Regions from separate parts of the Sus scrofa genome. Here regions 1 and 2 are each linked to region 3. A link is a contact called in public HiChIP or PLAC-seq and promoter capture Hi-C data. All regions are on one chromosome and are shown on one strand. The core of a region is the stretch at or near the end of the contact, and the rest is flanking DNA. Distances in the headings are between cores, read along the strand shown.

Region 1 (4,024 bases), core at 153-2,652, 190 kb before region 3:
AACAGTCATATCAAAAAATGAAGCCCATGCTCCTCCACTGACTATCTTGAGTTATTATTCTGCCTCAGTATTATATTTTTACAAACATATGAAAAGATACCGAACACTGGGAGTTCCTGTCGTGGCTCAGTGGTTAACGAATCCAACTAGGAACCATGAGGTTGCGGGTTTGATGCCTGGCCTTGCTCAGTGGGTTAAGGATCCGGCGTTGCCGTGAGCTGTATATGTCGCAGATTCGGCTCAGATCCCGAGTTGCTGTGGCTCTGGTGTAGGCTGGTGGCTACAGCTCCGATTAGACCCCTAGCCTGGGAACAAAAAGGAAAAAAAAAAAAAAAAAGTTATTTGTTGGGGGTTTTAGTTCTACAGAAAGGCTCAAAATTGTTATTATGTATATTCCTTAAGGAGGAACCAGGGCCCTGCCCCAGGGCTGCACTGCTCCTCTCGGGTCTCTGCCTCCCTTCCCTTCCCTGATTAGCAACTGCCCTTTGGAACTCAGGGAAGGTCATGGAGGCTCAGGCTTATTCCCTAAGAACAATCAGAAAGGCTTGTGTGCCTAAGACCCCCCCAGAGCAGTAGCTCGGTTCCAACACTAAGCACAATTTCCCCGAGCAATGCAATGCAGCGTGTGTGCCACGTTCCTGCCTAGAGTACCCATGAGAGACTCCGTACCTGGTGTTCATTGGAGGTTGGCCATGTGGGCACTGTCGCCTGGCATGTATCAAAATTCCAAACTCCCAAAAGGAAACCAGGTGTTCAACATAAGCCATTCTGTATTCAGGCACGTGCTACATTCAATAATTGGAAATCTACCAAAGGAAGAGCTGTCCTTTCCCTCCTCTTTACTCATTTGCGCTTAACAGTATGAACTCACGGGGTTTTATTTTATTCAGCGTGTTATAACCTATACTATTTTTTCTCATACATTTTTATATACGCACACACACGCATATATAAAAATAATATCTATCATTTTTTTAAAGGGTGGGCTGCCCAATGCTCTGCATCTCTGAACCTTTTGGCGGAGTCACCTCCGAAACCTGGAACCTTTGCTCAACTCTCAAGCTGTTCAGGGAAGTTTTAGGCGGTGATACTTAGCAACAAACCCGCAGCCAATAGGTGAGAGCGCGAGGCCAGGGGACTGAAGACGAGGGTGAGGAAGTGGAAGGGGGTGGGGCGGAGCCAGGGAGCGGAGCGCTCGTCGGAGACTGAAGTTGGGCCCGAGTTGGAGCGGGTGGTAGTCCGGGGGTCGGAGAAGGACCGGGAAGTCCCAAGTCCCAAGCACCGGGAGCTGGAGAAAGCAGGGTGACGTCCCAGGCAGGGCCGCAAGGGGAACCCCGCGGGGTGGCGGGGGAGCGGGCGGGCGGGGGCGGGGCCTCGCCTACGCCCGCCCGAGGGGCGGGGCCGACTCCCCGCCGCAGCCAACGGCAGGTCCCAACCTCCGCCCGCCGCGGCTTCCGCACGTCCCCGCCCCGCTTTCCTACCGGCTCTTCGTGGCGTCCCGGGTCTGTCAGCCACCGCACTGTCCTCTATGTCTCTGTCGCCTCTTTCTCCACTTTCCGTGGCCTGTGACCGTGTCCGCAGTCTCGCTCTCCTGCCTCGGTGTCCCCAGCCTTGGGCATTCTCCCGGACGTCGGTATCCGGGACGTGAAGGCTTGGCCTCGCGGCCAGCTCTGCCCCGAGCGAAGGAGGAGCCGGGACCCCACGCAGGTGAGTGGGGCTGGAGGACTGGAGCCCCCGACTGTGGGGCACTGTGACTGGGCACAGGTTCGGCAGCATCACGTGGGCTTAGGTACTGCAGCCGCGGGAAATACTGAGTCTAAGCCACCCTAGTTGGCCGGGGTCTCAGACGTAGGCAGTGTTCTCCGCCAGCTCTGTGCTTGCTTTCCTTCGCCTGAAGCCACACTTACTTGGAGATGAAAGGGAACCGAGACCCTCGTTACTAGAGAGGACCTGTGGGCTGCAGAGAGCGCTAAGCTGAAACTTAAGAGATCTGGGCCTTGGTCCAGATTTTGTTCCTGATCACTGAGTGGCCTTAGAGGAGTTTATTCCCCTCTGTGAGTCTGAGTTTTCCCATGTGTACCAGGAGAGGGGTTTGGACCACGGGGTCTTCAGAGGCCTGGCATTTGATGGGTGCTCCTTAAGTTTAGTTGTTAATAGGGAGGCCTCCTTCTAGGGTTCACTGGAGACTGATTGCAACACGGAGTTAATTGGAGTCTGGAATTACATTGTTTTTTAGGGCTGCAGTAGCGGCCTATGGACGTTCCCAGGCTAGGGGTCGAAGGGAAGCTACAGCTGCCAGCCTAACCACAGCCACAGCAAGCTCAGATCCGAGCCATGTCTGCAACCTACACCACAGCTCAGACAATGCCACGTCCTTAACCCACTGAGCACAGCCAGGGATCAAGTACGAATTCTCATGGATACTAGTCGGATTCATTACCGCTGAGCCACAATGAGAACTCCCCTATTTAAAATTTTTAAGGAACTTCCATACTGTTTCCCACAGTGACACACCATTTTATATTCCCACCAACAGTGCAGTTTTTCCACAGCCTCACCAACGCTTATTTCGTTTCTCATTTTTTTTGATAGTTGCCATCCTGATAGGAAATGATAGCAATATCGTCTTGACTTGCATTTCCCTAATTATACCAGTGTTCAGTATCTTTTCATATGTCTGTTGTTTTTTTTTTGTTTTTTTTTTTTCCTTTTTAAGGCTGCACCCACGGCATGTGGAAGTTCCCAGGCTAGGGGTTGAATCACCGTTACAGCTGCCAAACTACAGCACAGCCACAGCAACACTGGATTCGAGCAGCATCTACGACCTACACCGCAGCTCTTGGCCAGATCTTTAATCCACTGATCAAGGCCAGGGATCAGAACCTCATCTTTATGGATATTAGTCAGGTTTGTTAGAGCTGAGACACAAGGGAACTCCAACATTGTTCTTAAAGCTGGAGAAATAGATGGTATTACCTCCATTACAATTGAGGAAACAGGCTTAGAGGTAAAAAGATTTGCTAGTAAGTGTGAAAGCCATTTGGATTTCAAAGTCCATACTATGCTATATTTTCTCCCAGTAAGAAAACAGGCAGGGCTTGGTTGAAAGATGATTATATGGAGCAGCAATTAATTAATAACTTTGAGTTCTCTGCTAAAATGAACTACTCCAGAGCGGAACCATATCTGAGTCTGCTCTACCCCTAGCTCCCAGCATATGGTTTGGGCCCAATAGTTTGGGTATCGGTGCTAGAGCCACCTCTTGTGTTACCTGTGTCATCAACACGATCAGCATGATCACAGTTAATAAAGAGTAACGACAGGGACTCCAATGGCTACAGTGATAGCAAAGCCGTACGCGAAACTTTGAAGACATCAGAATTTATAATACTTTTTTACCTCCATTGTGCTTTACTGTTTATAAGGCACTTTTGAGTGGGTTCTTCATTGGATCGTCTTAGGTAAGTATGGTGGGTCACAGCTTTTAAGCAAGGAAGCCAAGACCTAGAGAGAGAAATGGTTAGCACAAGGTTACTCTGTCATGTAACGGCCACTTAAACGTCTTAATTCTCTCAGCCATTCTCCTGAATTTTATAAGTGAGGATCTGGAAGCACAGAGGAAGTAAAGGCCATGCCCAGACTGATGTAGTCCTGGCCTGGTCCAACCCTGTGTTCTAAACCATTACACCAGCCTGGCCCAGGGATGGATCCTTGCCTGGAAGAAAGCCTGACCCTCCAGCAGGACAGCCTGAATTGGGGAAAGAGAGATGTATTCAGCTATGGTGTGAGGAAGACAGTTACTGTGAGCCCAGAATTGGAGTGAGGCAGCCCGTTCTTCGGGACTAAGGAGGCCACCTCCCTACCCAGTTAGATAGTGAGCCTTGTTTATTCTCTCTTTTTGAGTTAGAAACGAGTGAAATGAATCATTTACATGAAAAATGAATTCATATGCTAAATAAATCATTCACCTGCTGTCCATGGCAAAGCTTGTCTTGATTGACACTGGGAGGCTGCAGCTAAAAGC
Region 2 (4,710 bases), core at 156-2,655, 220 kb before region 3:
GATTGCTTCACAGAAGTGAAGAAATTGCACCTAGTACTTTAGTAATAATGATGACCACATGAGTGTTGGCTTCATGAAAACAGGTATTTTGCCTGTTACTCAGCGATCTGTCCCTCATGACCAGAACAGTGACCACTCCAGAGTATGTACTCCATTTGTTCAGTCATTTGGACACATATGAGGAATTCATGGGGACAAAACAAACAACTAATAATGCAGTGTACTAAATCATAGTGTATTAAGACCTGTTATATGATAACTCTAGGTCATTAGAGTAGGAGTTCCATGAAAGTAGGGGACAGGATCCCCTAGGATTCCTCGGTACAGTTTCCAGTGATGTTGGTGCTCAACAAATACTTGTGTAAACAAAAGCAATAAAAATCTATAATATTATTGTGTCCTAAAGCTGTAAAAGCAGAGTGGCAAAGGTGAGTTAGGCTGGGATCTGGGATCCTTTACTGGAGTGCCTGCACCTGGACAGACATCGCCTTGAGCAACAAAATACAAAGAAACAAGAAGGAACAAAACATAATTGCATGCAAGCACAGTTGAGGCAAATTATGAACAATAAAACACAAAAAGGCCATAAGCCAACTGCCACTTCTGAGGTGCCAAGAGTGAGGAGGGTACTGGGCATAATCCCAGCACCACCAAGGCAGTAGGCAGACCACCTGAGCCATCCCTTCCTCCCCTTCTTTCATCTCATTTAAGGGACCAGCTTGCCTCCTTCCCTCAGGGAGCACCTGTTTCTTATTTTTGCTCCATAGCATTAAAGCAGGAGTCCCAATAAAGCCTCACCTGAATTTCTCATCTGGCCTCTTACCATTTTCTATTGATTAGAGGGTTCAAGGACCCCAGTCAATGGCAAAGGGAGTATAACACGGGTTTGATGTAAAAAACAAAAACAAAACAAAACAAAAAAACCCGGCTTCTAAACTAGGTTCTGATACATGCTCTCTGGCCTTAAGTTTCTTAGTATCCTCCTCTGACTGGTCTGTTACGGGACTAAATGAGAGCATGGCTACAAATGCAGATAGAAGACAATGAATGTGAGTTCCCTAAAATACGAAAACAATACTAACAGCTAAGATGACAGTCACCAAAGAACCGGTAAGGGCAGTAACAGGGGTAGAAAAGGATTAAAGACAAGCTCCTTCGCTTCTTTGGGAAACTCTACATATGAAACTAAGTTTCCAGCCGCACCTGCCTCCGGCGTCGCTTCCGCCTCCGAGGTTTCCGCGGGGGCGACGTCCCGGTCAGGCGGGCAGCTCGGCGAGCCTCCCGGGGATCTCGGAGTAGCTCCACGGTGGCGCTTACCACTACCTTCTCCAACCCTTAGTAACCGCGACGCGTTGGCTGGCCGAGTAGGCGGCAACCGATGGCTGGAGCTTCTGATTACTACAAGTCCCAGCAAGCCCCGCGGCCACTTCCGCTGGCAACCTCGCGTCAGCCAGCCCTGAACTACGGGTCCCGATGTACTCCGCGCGGCACGCCACGCCGCCAGTTCCAGCCAATCAGCTTCGGACAAGTAGGAGGGGAGGGAGACGCACAGGCAGGAAAGATGGCGGCGGCGGCTGCTCAGGGTGGGAGATCCGGTGGTGGCGGAGGCAGTAGTGGGGCTGGCGGCGGTCCCAGCTGCGGGACGGGCAGTAGCCGTAGCGGCTTGTTGGACAAGGTGAGGAGTCGGATTTTGGGGACAGCCGAGGCCTGGGGACTCCTGGGAGGCGGCGAGCCCACCATCCTCTCCCCCCTTTTCTTATGCGGCTTCTCTAGGGGAGTCCTCGTTTGGCCCACCTCGGGGACCCTACGGGCCCTTGTATTCAGCTCTCTACGCACCTCAGACTCGGGCTCTCTCCTCTTTAGGACTTCATTCCTTTTTGGTCCTTAACCTCGGCCACTGCTGCTACTTAGGATAATTTGATTATTTCCACATTTCCTGCGGCCCTCGCTTTTCCTCGGTGGTACTCGGGGCCACTGTTCAGTGTGCCCGTTTCACCGACAGGGAAAGCTGAATCTCGACTAAATGAAGGCAGCTGTTTGAAGTCAGTGGTGTCCAAACTCCCCGCCACACTTGAGTTTTGCTACTGATTCTAGAGTGCCTTTGGCCTTTTGCTTACTAAAGTTTCTAGGCGTTTTGTTGTGATACCCCGAATACTGAACTTGACCTACATGCTGACAGGAAGCTTTTAAGATTTATCTTTTTTCTCTCGCCTTTTTCACCCAACCCCCTACCCTTTCCCCTCTCTTCCTGCCACCAAGTGCCTTAGGTGAATCAGATTCTTGAGCTTGCTGCCTGTTCACTCTTCTCTCCCCCCGCCCCGCCCATCCAGTCTTTCTCTGTTTCTCTCTTTCTTGCTTTATTCTTTTTTAAATGCAGTCTTAGCAACAAGGGCTTAAAAAAAAAAAAATTAAAAAAAAAAAAAAAAAAGGAAACTTCTTCTCGGGGTAGGCCCTTCCTGCCCTTTGCATAGCATTTTGAAAGTAACAATTGTGTAGAGATCTGGGTCCTAGTACTGGGCCTGCGTCTAATTAGCTGTGTGACCTTGAAATATGCTTGTTTTCCCTGTGTCTTGTTTCCTCATTTGTAAAATGAGGGAGTTAGTCTTCATCCACCCTAAGGTTCCTTCCAATTCTCTCATTTTAGGGCCCTGGGCCAGTTTGATAAGGAATGTTACACAGGGGGTCTTTATTTTAATAGAGTGAAAAATCAGGATTGTTTACTTTAATTGAAAACAGCTTTCAGACTTCTCTGTGTGTAACACATGGTAGGCAAACATGAAGTGTGGACAGTCTTCAAAGGCAGTGATTACTGAAAAGTATACGGCATTGGTGCATTATTGGAAGAACCTGGATTTGGGGAATCATAAGATTTGGGCTTTGACATAGCTCTGCTAGTTTCAAACTGTATGAAGACTGACAAGTCAGTTAACCTCACTAAGCTTCCCTTTCTTCACCTGAAATATTAGGATTTGGGGGAGAATCAAATGAGATAATACAGGTGAAAGATGTCTATAACTTGTAGTATCTAACAGAGAAGCATGATGGCAGACAAAAGAAATCAGTACGCAATATAGCTGCATATAGGACATGGGGTACCCAAAATATTAAACAGAAGTGTTTGGGTAGTTCCTGCTGTGGCATGACAGAATCGGTGGCCTCTTGGGAGCACTGGACATAGGTTCAATCCCTGGCCAGGCACTGTGGGTTAAGGATCTGGTGTTGCTGCAACTGCGACTCAAATCTGATCCCTGGCCTGGGAACTCCATATGCCACAGGGCAGCGAAAAAAGAAAGGGAAAAAAAAAGTATTTGGTATTTACATCTGTTCCTTTTACAGAAGTTAGAGAGAGAATGATCCCTAAGATCTAACTGATGAGGGAGTGACTGCCCCCAAGGAAAGACCTCATGTTTGAGAGTGGAGCTGTGACCTTATTTTGAGAGAGACAGGGACATACTGCCTACCAGGGAGGATTGTCCTTGAGCAAAGGTCCATGGTGGGTGCCTCATGCTTGGTGTTTCTTAGGTAATGAGTTGACTGACTGTTCTCTAAGAGACCTGTAGTGGCAAGTAGATAAAACCAGATGGAGGAGGGGATGTATTGCTTGAAGTAGGCATAGGAAGTTGTTGAAGGGTTTTAAGCCATATGTATATGTGTGTGTGTGTATGTATACACATATATATACATATAATAGAGTGTCAATCGTTTTTCTAAAACCACTATATACATATAGTATATGAATAGTTTTTCTAAAACCATTATATAGATAGCATATATCTATAGATAGTGGTTTTAGAAAAATTATTCCAATAGTTTAGAGTGGGAGAAATTAGAAGTATTCTGGAGTTCCAGCCCCTGGCCTGGGAACCTCCATATGCCACAGCTGTGGCCGTAGAAAGCAAAAAAAAAAAAAAAAAAAAAAAAAAAAAAAGGTATATAGGGTATACTAGTATATAGGGTTTAGATAAAAAGAAAGACAAGTTTGAGTTCTAGTACAGCATGTTAAAAACTACGTGGCCTTGGATGGAGTTCCCATCATGGCTCAGAGGAAGCGAATCTGACTAGTATCCACGAGGACGCAGATTCAATTCCTGGCCTCACTCAGTGGGTTAAGGATTCGACGTTGCTGTGAGCTGTGGTGTAGGCCAGTGGCTACAGCTCTGATTCAGTCCCTAGCCTGGGAACCTTCATGTGCTGCTTGTATGGCCCTAAAAAGACCGAAAAAAAAAAGAATTGACCAGGAAGTGAGGGGCCCAGGAGAGAGAAAATAAGTCAGCAGCTGTTGAGGTGCTTTTTCTTGGAAAACTTCATTTCAGCCTTGAATTGAGTTCTTCCTCTGAAGTCTCTAGCATTTATTGCACATAAGAATTAAGCTGCCACTTAACATGACATACTGTCTTGTATTTTACCAATTTGTATTTGTCCAGTTTGTTATAGTTCTCTAAAGTGATCAACACAGAATAAGTACTCGGAGCATTGAATTTAGCAGAGAAAAAACTTCAGATCTGCCACCTCGGTCTTCAGAAACGGCCTTAGGGGATGGTGCCTCTAACTGTCTGAAAGCTGCGGGTACTGTGGAAGAAAACATGGGGAAAATGTTACTGTCAGTGGAGTCGGAGCTGAATGAATAGAGAAACTTGCTTTGTGGGAATGAGAGGCTCACAATCTCTTTGATTTGATTTGTCTTGGTATTTTGGAGGGTTATTTTATTTC
Region 3 (4,284 bases), core at 1,053-3,552:
GAGAGAACCTGGGGCCTCCCCCGCCACCTAATGACTGAGCTTCATCATGTCAGGCCTGCCAGGCAGCTCCTCCACTTGCCTCAGAGGAAGGGGGAGCGGAGGGAAGGGGAGGCCAGCATGAGGGCTGCCGGGATGAAGGGAGCCTGGACTGCAGGCTGCTCGAACATCAGACTCAGGAGGACCCCCCGACCGTCCTCCCACTGCCCTATAGCGGAGGGTGGGGCCAAGTTCAAGGTCACAATTTGGTGAGGGCCCCCGACTCGGGCAAGTCACAGTATTACCTTCTCCTCCACAACCCCCAATTCTTAAAAGGCCAAGGGATGCAAGACTCAAAAGCCCTCCTAGCTCATCCTGTGCACATACGCACCTTTGCAGACAGAGAAGCCGAGAGTGGGAAAGGCAGACTTGCCCACAGGCTCCAGTGGCACTGGAGACTCTGTCCTGTTAGAAATGGAGCTGGAGGCAGATGGGGCAGCGCTACCTGCCGGGTGACCTCAGGGAAGTCAAAAACCTCATCAGGTTCTGTACCAAAGCCTAGAGGAGCTTCCAGAGAGCAGGGTCTCTGCCGGGAGAAAGGGGATCCAGGGTAGGAGCTGGAGTTTAGGGGAGGGACAGCGCCTTGGAAAGCTGAGGGGGGCCCTGAGACCCTGTGGGATAACAGATTCAAGAACTGGGGTCCAGTGGGGCTGACATGGGGCCTGTCACTCCAGCCCAGGGCAGCGGATCACTCTGCCTGGGCGGGGCTGGGGTGACTCGTTTGCTGAGTCCTAAGAAAACCCTGAGGGCCTGAGCTCTTGGCCCACAGGCTCCCCTGGGATCTGACCCAGTCACACTCCCTAGAGAGAGGATCTAGGATGGGGAGGGCTGCGGCAAGGGAGATGAACGAACAGGAAACCCGAGCTGCTGGCAGGCTCAGGCCCTGGTCAGCTGTGCAACCTTGGGGAAAGCACTTAACCTTTCTGGGAAGCTGTCTCCTGAGTCAAGTGTAGATGGGGGTGGGGGGGGGGGTCCTCACCTAGCCTGCTTCACAGGGTGGACGGAGCCAGAGATCTCTCAATCAGTACTGCATTTAGTAAGTGTTCCCTGGGGCCCTCTGCACGCTGAGCTCTGAGCCGACAACTGGGCCCGAGTTCCAACTGCCAACCCTCAGGGGGCTCAGGGGACCTCTCCCCCTCTGATCACTACGTGAAGTTCAAGGAGAGAGAAGAAGCCAAGAAGGCTCCCTGGAGGAGGAAAGAGCTCAAGCAGAAGGGGCAGAAGGCCTGAGTGGAGAAATAACATCCAGGGGAGGGCAGAGAGTGCCCACGTGGGGCAAAGAGTGAGAAAAACCCACTGGATGCATCAGAGAACAGACACACAGCCTCAGAAGCTACTGGACAGAGACTTTTTTTTTTTTAGCTGGAGTTGCACTGTTTATTGATCAGTTTGGGGTGGAGAAGCCTCTTTCTGATATTAACACTATCTTTCCAACTGCTTACCTGTTCTCTAATGTTCTGTAGTTTGGACATACATTTACTGAACACCTACTGCATGCCAAACACGGACAACCCCAGAAAGGGAGAGGGCTGTTCCCCCAGAGAACAGACACCCCCAAATGACTCACAAACTTGGGTCCATGGGGTCCTGGACAGAGGAGAGGAACACCTGCACAAACAGGAGATGGGGGGAAGGCAGGGTGGAGGCACAGGCAGAGACAGCACCTGCAGACTTGTCCCTGTTAGCAGCTACCATGAATTTGTGGTATCGGGGGATGAAGGAAGATGGAACAGAGCAAAACGACATGGGAGCTAATGAGTCCCCAAAAGGGCGGTGCTTCATGCAGAGTTACATGGGTGCCAGGCCCCGGGCCCTAATGACACAGTGTTTCTTGTTTCAAAATATTTTCCTTTCATAATATCCCAATAGCTCTGAAACGACCAGGAATTCAGAAGCCCACGTTCTTTGCAGAAGTAGAAGCCGACAGTCCAGGGGTGAAGAGAGGCCCAAGGTCACAGCAGACCCACCCTGGCATCTGTTCTTAGCTTCAGATTCCTGGGGTCAGGGTGAGATTTCCCTGTGGTGCTGGCCCCGCTCAGACACAGCTACCACCTTGGACAAAGCCCTGGGAAAGGACCCTGGGGCCAGATTTCCAGGCAAAGCCCTGAGGACCACAGGCTTTGGGGCAAGTCCCTGACCCTCTGGGCTCTCCTTCCCATTTATAAAATAGTCATTGCCTTGTTCTCTGGCTCCTGATGGTGCTAGGTTCTCGCTAGACCTCCCTTCCCCAAAGGAGGTGTCTAGCACCTGCACCCCACCCCCCCACCAAGCAAAGCTGCCTGCTCCTCTGCAGGCCTTTTCCAGGAGAGCCATCAGCCAATCAGAAACCAGCCACCATGGGGCCTGTGGAGGGAGGTGTGGCCTTGGCAGTTGGTCTGTGATTTCTTAGTGGCTGGAGGCAGAAGGGGCTCCATGCAGCAGGACAAGGAGGCAAATAACTTTTCATTCATCTGCAAACATGTACTGCCCAGTCTCATGCTAGTCCTTGTACTGAAAACACAATAGTGCAGAAGAGCCAGTGCCTCCCACTGAGGAAGATGTCCGAGCTGGGGCTTAGAGCTGCCATGGGCCATGGCTGGGACTGGGGCAAGAGCTGAGAGCTCAGCCTCAACAGCATCTGTTTGAGTCCTTGTGCCCACATGAGAAAGGACACCACGCCCTGTTAACTCCACAGACCAGGGGCATGGTGGCCGGCAGAAGTGGGCTCAGTCAGAGTGAGTTGGGCAACCTCTGGATGCACGTGCTTCCATGCATCGGCCCATAAGCGTGCCCCTCTGAGAACACACCCAAACACCTGCATGGATCCAGAAGTACGAATGTTCAAATATGTATGTGCTTATGGGTCTACAGACACATATCAGGATGCTCTCAAATCTATGTCCATATGTGCCCGTGTGTGAATGAGCCTGCATGGACTTGTAAGAGGCACACCTGAGCCTGCCTGGAGCTGTGCACAAGCTTGTGCAAGCCTTCCTATGCATGTGTATGCACACCAAGTGAGCATGAGGCTGTGTGCTCACATGTGGACACACCTAGGTCTCTTTATGTGTCAAGCTTCTACTGTACATGTGCAACCTCGCATGTACATCCATCGGACACGCCGATATGCATGTGCAAGTTACTATTCTCTTCTGCCAATACCTGGGAGTGATGACGGGGACGGAGAGGGGAGGGGAAGAGGAGGGCTACCCTCCACCCCCAGCATCAAAAGCCCTGCTCCTTAACACTGGCCCTTGCCTGAGACCCAGGCCACCACAGGGTCTACCTCTTCTCCTTAAGTGGTATCGCCCTGTCGGTGGATCAGTTAAATATAACCTCACGGAAGGAGTCAACTCAACAACCAATCCTAATTCAGAAGAAAGAGACTGACTGATTCTTCGGGGGCGGGGAGGTGGGGGGCGGCACAGAGCCTTTATCCCAACTAATTCTGCTGATACCAGAAGGGCCTTCAGATCAAGTGTCAGCCTCTCTAGCCTGAATAATTCATGCCAAGGCCAAGAGTGTTCCCTTCTCAGGAGCCTGTCTCTTTAAATCAGGTCCTGAGCTTCCCAGTTCTGGGGAAAAAAAAAAAAAAAAAAATCCAGAACAAAACAAACCTAAAAACAGCTCAGCCCAGCCCCTCTGAGACCCCTACTCCATGCTGCAAAACTGTTTCTGTTTGGACAACCTCTGGAGCCCAGAACTCTCCGAGGCATTCACCATGTATAGGTGGGGTACCCTGGAGGGGAGGAGGGGCAGGCATCCAACCCTCAGGTCCTGAGACCCAGAACCATCTAGCAGGGGTCCCCAGGTCTTGGGGCAGGGGATGGCAAAGAGCTGAATCACCACACCCACTGAGTCCCAGGGCCTAGGCGAGGGCTTGGGGGAGGAGTCCAGCCTGGTGGAGGAAATCAGATGCCAGAACTCGGGCAGAGAAGCCAGTGAGTTGGGGGAGGAGGGGTGGGGAGAAGGCAGGGGATGCTGCCGACTTCCTCGGGGTGGATGGGGTGGGGCTGGAGAAGAAGGTGGTCTCGCGGGACTTGCAGGGGTGTCGACCCAGCCAGGCCTGATGTAACTGGGGTCGCAGAGGAGGGGGCTGAGGCTGGGGATTTTCCTCCTCCTAGCGCAGCCTTCTGCTTGATCACAGGGATTAGGAAGAGGCGGAAAAATGAGGTTCTTGCCCAGCCCACCCCTCATCCCTGCCTGCGCTGGTCGGAGGAACTCGAACGTCTTCCCCCCAGTTTCTCTCTCGGTGATGCTGACCCACCT

The links. Promoter capture Hi-C pulls out the DNA fragments that hold promoters and counts their contacts. HiChIP or PLAC-seq counts read pairs in DNA pulled down with a chosen protein or histone mark.
Region 1: a contact with region 3 is called in an H3K27ac HiChIP or PLAC-seq map of alveolar macrophages. The contact joins the promoter of NEU3 here to the promoter of TPBGL in region 3. A contact is called at or near these places in 2 of 2 datasets of contacts at active chromatin or transcription factors (alveolar macrophages and skeletal muscle).
Region 2: a contact with region 3 is called in a promoter capture Hi-C map of liver, with 5 times the contacts expected there. The contact joins the promoter of XRRA1 here to the promoter of TPBGL in region 3. A contact is called at or near these places in 4 of 5 promoter capture datasets (fetal liver, fetal skeletal muscle and liver), 1 of 47 Hi-C or Micro-C datasets (alveolar macrophages) and 2 of 2 datasets of contacts at active chromatin or transcription factors (alveolar macrophages and skeletal muscle).

What each region holds. Positions count from the first base shown.
Region 1 is chr9:9,313,861-9,317,884 of Sscrofa11.1, forward strand. It overlaps NEU3 (sialidase-3), which reads left to right and starts at 1,403. Exons shown (of 3, transcript XM_003482565.4): 1 at 1,403-1,707.
Region 2 is chr9:9,279,288-9,283,997 of Sscrofa11.1, forward strand. XRRA1 (X-ray radiation resistance-associated protein 1) reads right to left here and starts at 1,406. Exons shown (of 19, transcript XR_002335534.1): 1 at 1,204-1,406. SPCS2 (signal peptidase complex subunit 2) reads left to right here and starts at 1,230. Exons shown (of 5, transcript XM_003482563.4): 1 at 1,230-1,675. The coding sequence starts at 1,379.
Region 3 is chr9:9,499,891-9,504,174 of Sscrofa11.1, forward strand. TPBGL (trophoblast glycoprotein-like) reads left to right here and starts at 2,303. Exons shown (of 2, transcript XM_021062510.1): 1 at 2,303-4,284.